Regions from separate parts of the Mus musculus genome. Here region 1 is linked to region 2. The links are chromatin contacts, called in public HiChIP or PLAC-seq maps. All regions are on one chromosome and are shown on one strand. Each heading gives the region's core, a stretch centred on a gene start, on an enhancer-like site or on the middle of the called end of the contact. The rest is flanking DNA. Distances are from core to core; before and after follow the strand shown. Region 1 overlaps Ky (kyphoscoliosis peptidase). Region 2 has its middle 270 kb from the start of Gm31326.

The links. HiChIP or PLAC-seq counts read pairs in DNA pulled down with a chosen protein or histone mark.
Region 1: an H3K4me3 HiChIP or PLAC-seq map of embryonic hindbrain shows a contact between it and region 2, with 6 times the contacts expected there. The contact joins two enhancer-like sites. A contact is called at or near these places in 2 of 484 Hi-C or Micro-C datasets (cerebellum and cortical neurons), 4 of 115 datasets of contacts at active chromatin or transcription factors (differentiating embryonic stem cells, embryonic forebrain, embryonic hindbrain and 1 more) and 1 of 9 other capture datasets (embryonic stem cells).

What each region holds. Positions count from the first base shown.
Region 1 is chr9:102,543,302-102,549,791 of GRCm38.p6, reverse strand. It overlaps Ky (kyphoscoliosis peptidase), which reads right to left. Exons shown (of 11, transcript NM_024291.3): 11 at 3,553-6,490. Among named protein-coding and RNA genes, the nearest start is that of Gm29387, 13 kb to the left of the region's middle. Within about 2 kb of position 4,586, at least 90 of the 459 cell types and tissues checked have an H3K27ac peak or open chromatin away from gene starts, as enhancers often do.
Region 2 is chr9:101,713,261-101,720,200 of GRCm38.p6, reverse strand. No RefSeq gene overlaps it. Among named protein-coding and RNA genes, the nearest start is that of Gm31326, 270 kb to the left of the region's middle. Within about 2 kb of position 1,965, at least 16 of the 459 cell types and tissues checked have an H3K27ac peak or open chromatin away from gene starts, as enhancers often do.

The sequences.
Region 1 (6,490 bases), core at 3,337-5,836, 830 kb before region 2:
GATGAGGAGGCCCTGAGCCCACCTTCACATAGAAATCTTGCATTCAGTCACAGTCCACAGACTAAGCCTACACCCCCTCAGAGAGAGCCTCAAGAATAAGTTGAGGTCTAGGTAAAGGGGTCACTTTTGTCTCTGAAGGTCACTAGCAACCAGCCCTCAGCCCCCCCCCCCCCCCCATCCCCAGGGCAGCCATTCCCCCTTCGCTGGGTTGGGATCCTCCCCTGAGACTCTCGGCCTCTCTCACCATCCAGGCTGTGGCAGGCAGAGTTGAATGAAACCACAAGGGCCAGTTCTGGGAAAACGAAACACTCTACAAATGTTCAAGGAATGGTTGCTGGCAGCTCCGTTCACATCCCTTCTCAGTTTTCCCAAGAAAACACTTACTGAGCATTTATCAAGCACCCAGCGTGTGCCAAGAAGCAGAACCAAAGTGTGTGTTCCAAGAATTCTCAGTTCTGAGAAGGGGGAAGTGGACCGGAGCTCCTGTCTCCAACCAAGAAGCTCTCTGCAGTTGATACCCACTCGCGAAGGAAAAACTGAATTTCTCCAGTGGACTGTCATTGGGTGTATTAGCCACACATGTAAGCTCTGGACCCAGCAGCCGGTGGCCAACACAAACCAACTCAATGCTATTTTTGTAGACTTTTGGTCTCATCTTGCTTTGGGTCTTTTTTTTTTTTTTTTTTTCAGTTTTTTTCAGTTTTACTGATCTCCTCATGTATGTATCATGGTGTCCAATTTTGTGTTTTTAAAAATATATATTCATGCTTTGTCTTCATGCAGAAGAGGGTATCATATTCCATTACAGATGGTTGTGAGCCACCATGTGGTTGCTGGGAATTGAACTCAGGACCTCTGGAAGAGCAGCCAGTGCTCTTAACTGATGAGCCATCTCTTCGGCTCCACAATTTTGAATTTTTGTTGGTGTATGTGTGTGTTTCTTTCTTTTTAAATTATTATTTTTCTTTGCCATTTTGTTTGCTTTGTTGTTGTTTGTTTGTTTGAGACAGGGTTTCTCCCTGTATCCCTGGCTGTCCTAGAACTCATTCTGTGGAACAGACTGGCCTCGAACTCCTAGAGATTCTGGAACTCAGATCCACCCGCTTCTGCCTCCCAAGTGCTAGGGTTGAAGGTGTGCATCACCACCGATGGGCTTGTTTGCTTTCCAAAATGAGAGAAAGAAAGGGCATGGCGGTGGATGGATGGAGAGTTTGGAAGGATCTGGGAGGGGAAAGCCATAATTGGAATATATTGTATGAAAATATTTTTTGAATAAAACTGTATGGAAAAAAATTGCAGTTCAGTGGTGAAGTTCCAATCCCTTCTCATCACCCGATTGTGCAGAGTTCTGAGTCACAAATATGATGTGAGCCCGGAGGATGGATGAGGGCCAGGCAAGGCTTTTCCAGGAGAGAGGGAGGGAAGACTGTCGCTACAACAGGGACCAACATGTTCAAAAGAAGGGTAGTGTGGATTGTGGTGTCTCCTATTGATTATCCTAAGGATTGTCGCCATAGCCCCTACCATCAGGGGACTCACCAGGGGACCTGTGCTTTGGGGCTTCCTGTCATGTCCCATCTCAGTCTGAGGTGCTGCCTACCTGGTCCCGATCGCTGGCCTTTTATGTTGCACAGCCATGGTCTCCAGGACACTGAATTCCCAAAGCTTGATGCTGGCTCTGACTGGTGCTTCTACGTGATCAGTGCATGCCATTGCTGGTCCAGGAGGATCACAGGAAGGCAGCCTTTGAACTAAAGCTGCTGCTTACAGCTCACTCAACTGCAGGGGAGACGTCTCTCCATGGCCCCTCATCTGTGTCCCTCTTTGAAGAGCCATCATTACACTATCCTTGGGAATGAAGCACTTGACATGATGTCTCTAGAGGAGAAGGAGGTGACTGGGCACTCTCTTGATTATCTATCAAAATAAGCCTTTGTTTCTCATTGAAGCATTAACCAGATCTGGCCCTGCCTAGCTTCAGAGATCAAGCTGGATCAGGTGTGTTTAAGGAGGTAGGATTGTAGACCTAAAATCAATTTTTGTTTGAAGACTTACCTTGCCCACCAGTGCCTTCTCCAGAGACCATGAACTTCCTTGGGAAGGATCATGAAAAGCATTTTGTCTGAACACAGCTCAGGTGGGGGTGGATGTTCAGATCTGAGGTTGGTGTGGACAGTAATGACCTAGGCAGGACCCACCTTGGCACACAGAGGCCCAAGAAGTGGCGCTGAGGGAGTGGTGGGCCTGAGCACTCACAGTGGGTGAAGAAGCACATGAGACAAGGCCCCAAAGCCTCCATATGGACCAGATCTTGCCATGGAGGATGGTAGAGGTCACAGGACACCCCTAGGCATCCTCCGCAGGAATTTGATTGCCTTAAGAATAATTTTTCTGACTTGAGGTCTGAGGATGAGGTGGAAGAAAAGAGACTTCCTCGAGACATCTTAGTCTTGTTCAGTTCTGTCTGCAAATCACAGTGGACCAGCCTCTGTCTGGGCTGCTGGTTCCCTGTGGTCTGTCCACCTGCTGAGCCTGTGCATCCCCTCGCCCGCCCGCAGGAAAGTAAAAGGCGTGCGGTGTAGCATGCCCGGGGCTTAGGGAGCAGGCTCTTAACACAGCAGGGCCCTTCAGATGTTGCCTAACTGACAAGCCCAGGCTGGTGCCTGCCATCATCTGTTCACAAAGACACAGCTTCACAGAGCCTCTGGACTGGAAGAAACATCGGAGGTCAGTCTATTCCAGCTCTTGGTTGGGAACTTGCAGCCCGTTCCAATAATTTAAGAGTTTGTCCTTCTACTGCACCTAAGACCTAGAGACAGTTTGTTCCGATTGCTCCATAGTGTGTCATTAGAAACTTCCCTTACCCGTGGATTGCATTCCTCTGTGAACCCCCACCCCAAGGATGAAGTGTAACACATCTCGGGTTTTTGTGTCTGGCAATGAGGGATGCGATAAGCTCAGATTTGGGAACACAAATCTTTTTGCCCTTCACACTACAGCTATGAGAATGGTCTCCATGGTTACAGCAGCTTCTCAGAGGTGTCTAGATTTTCATTTTTTTCTTTTTTCCTCCAGTCCTCTAAATGTCTAATTTACGAGTAATCAGTTTAGGCAACCTGGAAAGTTTCGAGTGTGTGCGTGAATATCAAGAAACGTATAGCATATATTCAGCACCCCAAAAGTAGGTTGACAGGAAAAATTTTGGCACGTTTTTCTTCTCCCACTCTAAAAAGAAATTTGGGCTGACTTTAAAATGTTCAAGTTAAACAAGATTCAATGAAGGAAGCGTGGTCTTCGGATTCTTCAAAGGCACGTGAGCCTCGGAGGGCCGGGGCTGACCTAATTATGTTTTCTTTAATGTGGAATCGCTATTTGCCCAACACCCCATTTGCATCTCCCCATCACGTTCAAATGGCGGGGACATTGATCTTTTCTTTTTTTTAAAAGCATCCTTTGAACATGAAAGTGTTGCCCTCCCCCCTTGGTTGTTTTTTTTTTTTTTTCTCCTTGTAAGAGCAGCGATAAGGATGGATCGATAATTACATTGTTGGATAAAAATGAATATAAATTTTATTGAAAAAGAACCCCAGCAACAATGTGAGGACAGCATCTTTAACAGCCAGTGGCCCACACTACTCAGCACACACGGGGAGAAATAGTCACCTCTGCGGCTTTACTTACTCCAGATGAAAGGAAATGGCAGACCTCAGATAAACGGCCTTTGAAATCCCACAACAGTGAGCTATATGGTCACACCATTAACCTGGTGTTTACTGCCGGCCAACCAGTACTGTTTAAGAGTTACGAGTTAGCGGAGGGAGAACCCAACCGCTTCAGTAAGCACGGCAAAGAAAATGCCGGACCACTGCGGGAACTTTTCTCCTTTTCAAGTCCTTTGAGAATTTCGCCGAGAGTTTATTGGCAACGTGTCCCTCCTGCTTCACAACAGGAAATGGTTCTTTATATCTAGCTCAAATCCTTCATGCTTCAGTTAATCTATTTACGTCTCTTTAATCTCTGTGGGCCGGGAGGAGTCCGTCCTCGTGGGACAATGTAACATATGGAGAACTCAAAATATTCACAATCAGACAGAGAACAGTCCAGCTGAGCTGGTGGCACTTTTGAAGCAAGCTGAAAGAGCTTAATTGCACCCTTTTGCCTCACCACGCCCCATCCTTCTGCACCCTGGCGCCCATCCTGGGGCCTGCCTGGCAAAACGCTGAGTTTGATCAGTTTCAGCCTGTCATTGCCATAGTAATGAGTGTGATCACAGCGACCCCAGACAGGCATTCCTGTGCCCAGGGTTTCTGTCTCAGGAAAAGCTTTCTGGGCAAGATGCTCAATTCTTAATCCCATCCTATCTTCTCACCACGCCAGGCCAGGGAAGTCTCCCCAGGCTCTTCTGACAGTCTGCAAGACAACGCTGACATTGGCATATCAACCACGAGGATAACTATCCACGATGTGGATGCCGTAGACAGCATAACTTGTCCGCAAGGGACGAGAAAGCACCTAGTGATTTTTAACAAACATCATAAAAAGAGCCAGCTTGGGGGTTTGCAGCGGTGGCAACTTCGCACGTGATCCACCAGGGGGCGCTCGTGCCATTTGATCGGCCAATGAGACTCGTGGACCAGCAGACAAAGAGGGGGATTTGAATAAAAAGCCTTCAAAACGCAGCCTCCAAATTTTCAGGCTGAGCAGCATGCGTGTAAAAATTCATGAAGATTGGATTCGGTTTCGTGTATCTTTGCTTCAGTAAAAAGAAACGCAGGCGTTTTTCCGAGTGCACCTACAGTTGCCTTGACAAAGGGACTACCTGGTTATATGAGGAGGGCGGAGCGTGTGGTTGACCCGGGCCGCTGGGAGAGGCTCGGTCTGGGTCTCTGGTGCTGAGGACAGCTCCTGTTTTGTGGGGTAGCATCCTCCACAAGCTCCAGAATAGATTAATTATGCTGTTTTGAAAAAAACATGGGGATCATTTTCTGCAGGGCTAGCAGTGGCTGTCGCGGCTGTGTCTAGCGAGTGGCAGGGACCGCCGAAGCACTTACTATTTCGTTAAAACATAGCACAGTTCTTACTGCTCATAAAATAAAAGGGGTGAGGAAAGGCTGTTTCCAGGCAGTGCAAACTCCACCGTCTTCTTGTAGTGGAGACAACGCCACCTCCCACCCCACCCCACCCCACTTTGGTGCGTTTTCCAGGCGTGAGTGACAAGATGCTGATGGGCTGAGACTGCCAGAGGACCCTGGACATGAGCCAAGGCAGCTCAGCCCCTAGCAGCCATGCTAATCACAAGTGAGGCTACCCAGTCTGGTGGAGGGGGGCTATGTGGTATCAGGTGGGTAGCAGTGGGGACCTGTGGGAAAGGGGCAGAAGGGAATGAAGAGCTGAAGTTCTGGGCTCCTAGGTCTTCAGATAGGTTCCACTTGGCAGACTGCCCACCCAGAGATGCGGGTGCCTATGGCTGAGTCCTTTGTGTTCACCTCTATAGTCCCAGGATCTAGCATGAGGGGTCAGCCACTTATCGAAGGAGTCTGATGGGCTCTTACTGAGGAAAGACTTGACTGTAGAGGCTGTGAGTATCCCAGGCTGGCTCTGGCGGCAGCTGAGCCTGAGGACATTCCTTAGAGAGCAGTGAGGGATTGGGGGGGGGGGTGGTCCTGAGACAGGCACAGTGAGCAGAGTCCTAGAACCCTGAAATTTGGTAGGGACCCTCCTGGAGCACATCTGTGCACTGGGATGCTACTGCAGGAACCTCTTGTCGGGGGGCTCTCCTCAGGCCTTCCCTGTTTGCAGCAGCCTGCTTTTCCCCCCTCAGCTGTTGCCATGGAAACACCAGCCTCAGGTGCTGCTGAGGGCCAGCTAGGCAGCTCAGGCTTTTTAGGACAGGCCGGAGCAAGTAAGAGGCCCTCAACTGTTCCCAATGGAAGGAAGGTTGAACTCAGGGCAGGGGTTGTCATCTCAGAGAAAGACAGGAGGGAAAATGGCTATGATAGGGCTTTCCTCAGAGACAGAGACCAACACTTTCTCTAGGGGGCAGGTGGTGGTCCCCTCAGCTTGGTTTGGCTTGTAAGGAAGGAGCAACATCTTGTTATCAGACACTATCCCTGGTATCTGATAACTGCTGGGGCTAATCTGCTTGCCCAGGGCCCAGGTCATCAGCCAGGCTACCAGTGGGCTATGTAGGCATTTGAGGCTCCTGAGGATGGCTGGTGGGGGGTGGGGTGGGGCAATCTCCAGGCCCTCAGCTAAACTCTGGTAGGCACATAGAATCGGGGTCTTCACCCTTCCATGTGGGTTGCTGGACCTGCAAACCCACTCCATCCCTGGTCCCCAGCCAGGACATCCGAATGTGCACACGGCTGCTTTCCTGCCCTTAGCACATCTCAGAGATGCTAGGCATCAGGAGACAGCAGCCTCCAGTTGGCTGAGGGTCAGCTGGTTTGCTTTCTACACCCACCCCCTTTGCAAGCTCTTGAAGAGCATG
Region 2 (6,940 bases), core at 716-3,215:
GGAGAGATGACTCAGTGGGTGAGCGCTCTTGTTCTGCGAGCATGAGGACAGGAGTTCAAATCCTCAGGACCTCCATAAAAAGCAGAGCACTGTGGTGTGTGTCTGTAACTTTAACACTGGGGATCAGAGAGGTTGATCCAGGGAGCTTACCATGAGCCAGAAAGGACAAATTTCCAATCCAATGACCGTCATACAAGGATATCAGGGAGAGGGTGGTAGTGGAACAGGCCCAATGTCTTGCTCTAACCTCTGTATGCACTTTTGAAAATACCTACACAATCAAATGCATGTAACATACCACACATAGACACCCAGGCAGACAGGCATCTGTACACACACACACACACACACACACACACACACACATACATGCACACAGAGAGAGAGAATGGAGTATACAGAACAAGATTTTAAAAGCTTTATGTAGTCAAAATGCCAAAAGAAAGGGGGGCAGAGAGAAAGAGGTAGAAATAATATTTGAAGAGAAAATGGTCAAGGCCAATGGCAGACAAAGATTTAAGAATCCATAGACTTAAGTATCTCCACACAACCTAAACAGATTCCACATAAATATGTATTTACTTAAATTCTTAAAATTCTTAAATATACAACTCAGTAAAATGTAAACAAGACATTTGAAGAAAATATACAGTATCCAAATGGCCAACAAACACGGAAAATTACTAATGTCAGCAGTGGGTAGAAAATTCAAACTCATATCTACTAAGATCTACTCAGTAGGAGAGCTAAAGTAGCCGAGACTGACAAGATCAAGTGCTGACAAGGTTCTGGAGGAACTAGAACTTTCAGAAACTACTGACAGGCATGCAAATTGATATGACCGCTGTAACAGTGTTTGTCCACGCACACCGAAGCCGAGTATATCCATTCCTTAAACCCCAGCAAGTTTTCTAATGGGACCCTAAGAAAGATGGATAAACATACTCAGTAAGTGACTGGGAGAGAACAGGAGATACACATTTACAGCGCTGTGAGTACAGACCTTTATCACACGTGTGAAATGAAATACACTTGGTCAGCTGTGTTCAGAAACTTTCCCCACTACACTTTTATAAGTTTTGCTTCACAAAATTTGAACCCAGTAAGAATGAATGTCCTAAATCTTTCACCCTCTGCAAGCAACAAGCAAGACCAGCATGACTGGCCTAGGAGGTTAAAAATGGCTGTTAGCTAGCGAGATGACACAAATCGGACCGTGGAAAACAAAAGCATCGTGTCACTTGGTTCAGCAAAGTGTGGTTGTGGAGAACTGTGGGGAGGTCGGCGTCTTCAGTTAAAAGTCCAAATCTGAACGAAGTTCACGAATGGAAAGGGAGCGAGGCCCAAAACTTTCTCGGAGCTTGACCAATCTGGATGCTGTTACTCTCTGTGATCATCTGGGATGGGTGGACAGATGATCAGAGCAATCACAGGAAAGAACCATGCAACTGGATAGAAGATGGTAGCATCCTCTAGCCCTCTATGCTGAAAGTGTGGTACCTTCCTGCCTTTCCCTGTAGTTCCCTCACCAGCCAGGCCCTTGGTTAACATTTCCATGGATCTTATCATTATTTTTTTTTTTTACAGAGGAATAAGTGGTAAGTCTGAACTCAGTTTGAGATATGCCCTCAGGCCTGTGCCACACTTCTGGGCCAGAGCAAAGGATGGCTTTCTCTCTCTCTCTCTCTCTCTCTCTCTCTCTCTCTCTCTCTCTCTCTCTCTCTCTCTCTCTCCCTCTCTCTCTGAATAATGAAGACATTTGCGGGGCTTCTGGGAAGACCTGAGCTAGGAGTTGGCTTCCCCATCACCAGAACAGTTACCATGTGAAGCAAGATCTGCATCTACCCAACTGTATCTTCATGAGAAATCTTCCTTCTAACACGGATCCCACCCCCCTAGTCAGAGCAGCTGCTACCTCCTGGAGAAGGGCCTCTCATTTTAACTGAGGCTGGAATTTCAGCAGGCTTTGTTCTTAGCAGCATGAGGATGATACATTATCATTACAGGGCTACCTCCAGGGAAGCCAAGCCCAGAGCAGCAGGAGCAACTGTTGCCATGGTGACCAAGCAAAGGACCAAGTGAAAGCCCCAGGACTATAAATTCTCACGTCTCTCTGGATAAGGGTCTTCCTTGGTGGAATAACCTTGGAAGAGCCTTCCAGGTACAGACTGTGCAGTATACAAGGCCATGGTATCACTTCATAGGCACACCTGGGCAGTGCCCAGGCGAGCTGTGCAGGGGGTAAACAAATCTCATCTCTGATTTTTTTTAATCCCTTCTCTTGACACCCACCTCTCCTTCCCTTGCTATTTCTCTTTTTGTTGCCAGTCATTAAATTCTGCCCCCCCCACCCCCTTCTGGGGCCAAGTAAAAAGGAACTTAGTGCAGAAGGTTCTCTGCATCTTTTTGACACTCAGAATGCAGTCCAAGCTTGTGATGCTCACCCCTGCATCGTGGCATTTTTTTGTGCTGTGGTACATGTTCTTTTGTACCATGTGCACCTTGGCAAGTTACCGTTATAGCTGCTACCCACGCTGCCTCATCCTCATGACTGACTCTGTGAGAACGGAAGCCTCTCTGATCCCCTTCTCTTCTGTAGCTTGGCACACGGGAAACAATATTGATCAACTAAATGAACAAAGAAAAGTAATAAAAGTTAAATGCCTCCAAATAGAAAGCCACGGGGGGCACAGTGGATGCATCTCAGATGGTTTCTGAGCAACGGTGCTCAGAACACGGCGTCAGCTTTCCCTGTAAGCATAACTGCACAGAATCTCTAAGTGAAAAGGAAACCCAGAGATCACTGCTTCTCAGCTTTCCCTCTGGCCTTTCTGAAGACTAGAGTCTCTGCCTCCTTCAATGACCAAGTGAGACAGACATTCGGAGTATAAAGCACGGACCAAGCCTCTCCCTGGAGTTGGTAGATGGCAACTCATTTCTCTCTCTCTCTCTCTCTCTCTCTCTCTCTCTCTCTCTCACTCTCTCTTTTTTTTCTTTTTTCTTTTTTTTGGTTGTTTTTGAGACAGAGTTTCTCTGTATAGTCCTGGCTGTCCTGGAACTCACTCTGTAGACCAGGCTAGCTAGCTAGTTCTCCGACTTGAATACAAAGTGATACTCATCTACTCTGAATGAGCACCTAGAGGAAGCCAGGAACTACAGGAAGCAATGGCAGAGCGTGGGTAAGCAGAAGCGCCACCAATCTGAAGAACGGTGCAGATTCATTGGCACAGTCATAACCCATGATAGAACTTTGTTAGTAGTAAAAACATGGATAATTGCACAGCAATAAAGAACCACTGTCCCAACACCACCCTGTGTGTCTAGATAGGAGAATGATGACAGTGGGCTGGATGCTGCGGTCCCAACATGCTCAAGGCTGCAGACGTCAGAGGAGAGAGGTATTACCAAGTACAGTGGAAAGAGTGAAGGTAAGAAAGTATAGAAGGGCCTGGGTAAAGAAGGGAAGAGCCAATGAGGCTCAGCATAAAGTGCAAGATGAATCTTAGCACAAATTAGGCAAGCTATGGAAAGAACGGTTAAACTGGCTTTGAAAACCATGCCAAGTTTGCATTGATCCCAAGGCTGTGGGCAGTCTTTGAAGTCTTCAGGCTTCAAAGCTTCCCTGGGGAAGGTCATGGAGCTTCAGAAGTGAAAGAAGTGTGAACTCAGTAATGAAGTCACCGAGGCTGACTCAAGGCCTAGGCTAAGGAAGGTGAGAGCAGAGAACAACCCCTGGGCCTGTGGCCTGAGTACGCTTGAGAAACAGGCAGTGAGGACCTGACCCGTCAGCCATTTGCCACGTTCAGATGATGGATAACAAAAACAACCCTGGGAATGAAGCCTTTGCCTTGGGTAGCAAGTTAACAGGGACAGGAAAAACCAAGAGATGGGCTGGGGAAATAATGAGGTTAGCCTTGAACAGCTTAGGAGGCGCTGCTCTGCCTCTTGGCGTGGGATCACTTTAGGAGCTGTCAACAAAAGGAGAGTTGTAGAGACGGAGCTCTCCCATCCCAGCTTCGCCTCGCCATCTTACTGGTCCTGGGATGCAGTGTTATCTCATTTTGTCTTGGATCCATCTTGATCAGGTAGGAAATGAGTGACACTCCCTAAAGTCCTTCCTCTAACCTCTACTCCACTCATATGATTGTGGCAAAGCAATGGGTTCCACAGACACATACACATCCCAGTCGCTGGCAACTGTGAGTGTGTGTCTGTACAAAAGGGATCTGCAAAGCTATTTGAGAATCTTCAGCCAGGAAATTATCCTAGATCATCCAGGTAAACCCAATCTAACCATTTCACTTCCTAAGAACCCTTTCCAAACTGTAGAGAACAAAGTCCATTTCACATTGCAGTATGAAGATGAGGCTTATTTCGGCTGGCCTTGAAGGTAGAAGAAGTGTTCAGGATCAAAGCAGATAGCAATCTCTAGAAGCTTGAAGAGACAATGGAATAGATTCTCTGCTATAACCTTAAAAAAAAGGGGGGGGGGAAGAAATAAAGAAAACCACCAAACCACCACCACCACCAACAACAACACAGGGCATTCTAAATCTATGGTGTACAGCTCCATCATAACCAAAAACCATAAGACAATGCCTTTGTGCTAAGCCACCCAGCTTGTCAAACAATACCACAGCAAACATAACTAGTCACAGCCACTGTGAAAGCCCCACCCCCCAATCAGAAACTCTACCCACAGCTTTTCAGTATAGACTATGGTAAAGAGAGGTCAGTTTCAATGTATCTGGGGTTCCCTGAGGGTCAAAGCCTCTATAATAAAAACAATTCATGCCACAGACCTGAGTGAGGGCAACCTACTTAGAAGGGAAGGAAAGAGCCCTCTAAGACAAAAAAGGGCCAGGAAAAGAGTTGAGGAGAGAGGAAGGGAAGGAAAGCGGAGCCAGAATGGCCCCGTGTCAGCAAAACCCAGAGAGGATGGCCTTTAAGTGGTAGGTGTTGATCAGAAGCACTAAATGCTACAGAGAGGAGAAAATTGAATTTGACAACAAGCAGGTCATTAGTGGTCTTCAAAGGAAGCATTTCAGTGAAGAGATAGGGCAAAAGCCAGAATGCCAAGGATTGAAGAGAGACTGCAGAGAGAATAAGAAGTAAATAAGCTGTGAGCAGCCCTTTAGAGAAGTCCATGCATTATTCATCTTTATTTCTGTGATACTCAGCACAATACTGGAACACAGTGGGCGCTCATTAAACACTGGATTGAAGGCAGGACCCGAGTCGGTAGGTATAGGCCAGCGTTTCTCAAACTGTATTGTGCCTATAAATCACCTGGGGATTCTGACACAGCAGTGCTGGTGTGAGGTCCAAGAACCTGAGTTTCCCATCAGTTCCTGGATGGTGCCGGGGTTGAGGTCTTCAGACCTCCCTTTGAGTAGCCTGGTGTAGATTATTACCCCACCCAACCACCCAGAGATCAACTCCACTGAGCTTCTGGGTACTGTTACGATCCCAAAGACCAGTACAGCTTGTACAACTGTAAGATTTGCTGACTGTGTGGTCATCTGCACAGGAAAGCTAAATCAAGAGCACAGATTCAAGTGAAGTCCTCACAGTAAACAGTCACAAAAGGCCTTTGAGCTCCAAATGCCGTCTACATTCCCAAGTACCCCACCACCAACAGCTCATCCATTAACAAAATAACTCTTCCCATCCCACCAACAACAACAGGATGGAGGAGCTTCTGATAGCATGCATGGGGAAGGGTTTGCTCATCCAGTGATCTCAGCAATTCCAATGCATGGATTTATGACAGCCATTAGAATTGAGAGGTGCCCAACAGAGGTACTGCTCAGAGAGAGCCATAGCTGCTGATGTCTACCCCTCTTCCCACAGGAGCACAGGGAGGGCCAACTGCATCCTAAAGAGCAAACTTGGCAAAGGAAATAATCCTAATGCAAACCATCTACCTACATCTCAGTTTAATGGGGGAAAAGAATCTATTAACTATCTTACCATAAAATGCCATTCAGGAATGTCACTAAATGTCACCTGCCATAGATACAGAGATGTGGAGTGGCAGAAGGAGTCCTTATCTTTACAAGAGATGATATCACACTGACTAAAGGTGAGAGTGATTTAGGCAAAGTGTGTGAGGAAGGTCTTTCCTCTCAAGTGAGAGCTGTCAGTTCATCCCAAATGCAGGTTTGAAGTTCACTTTTGTGTTGACCCAGCTCACACAGTAGAGAGATCTGGTCCATGGCAAACAGACACAGAATAGCAGGTAAAGGTCAGGAAAGGGGTAAGGTTTTTGTTAAAGGGACCCCGAACATCATTTCCATAGACTCAGCAAATGGAATGCATTTGTTCACCTGCCTGAATCACCCCTGGATGCTGCACAACTCGGGGTTAAACACCTGAGACAGGGTCCCCAAAGTCCCTTTCCCTCTTCCATGTCTCATATGTCCCACCACCCCTCCTTACTCAGCAGCAATTTTACCCTCTCTTGGTTTCCTTCTAGTTTTTCAGTCATGTCCACATTCACACCCGTTCACACATATACTTCTTTCCTTTTCCTAAACACCCACAGCTATGTGTGTAAGTTTAATTTATAACTGGGCACAATAGAAACCAACAGTGAATGTCATGATAAAAACATCAACAATCAATTGGAATAAAATGTATTTAAGACCTCTCAATGATCTACTTCTGCAATTTTTCATTTAGTACTTCCTTACCACAGTTGACCATGGGCAACTGAAACCATCAAACATGAAACCTCAAGTCAATGAGGAATAATTCCATAACACACCAGTTCGCCCATCTGTAAAGTCCCACTTGTCTGCAATGGTGTAATGCTTATTCAGTGTCAGCGGGACTGGATTTAGACTATCTTACCAGAAACACTCTGCCCATATCTGTGAGCATGCTCTCTCAGTTTTAACTGAGGTGGGAAGGCCCACCGTGAACATGGTGGTCTTCC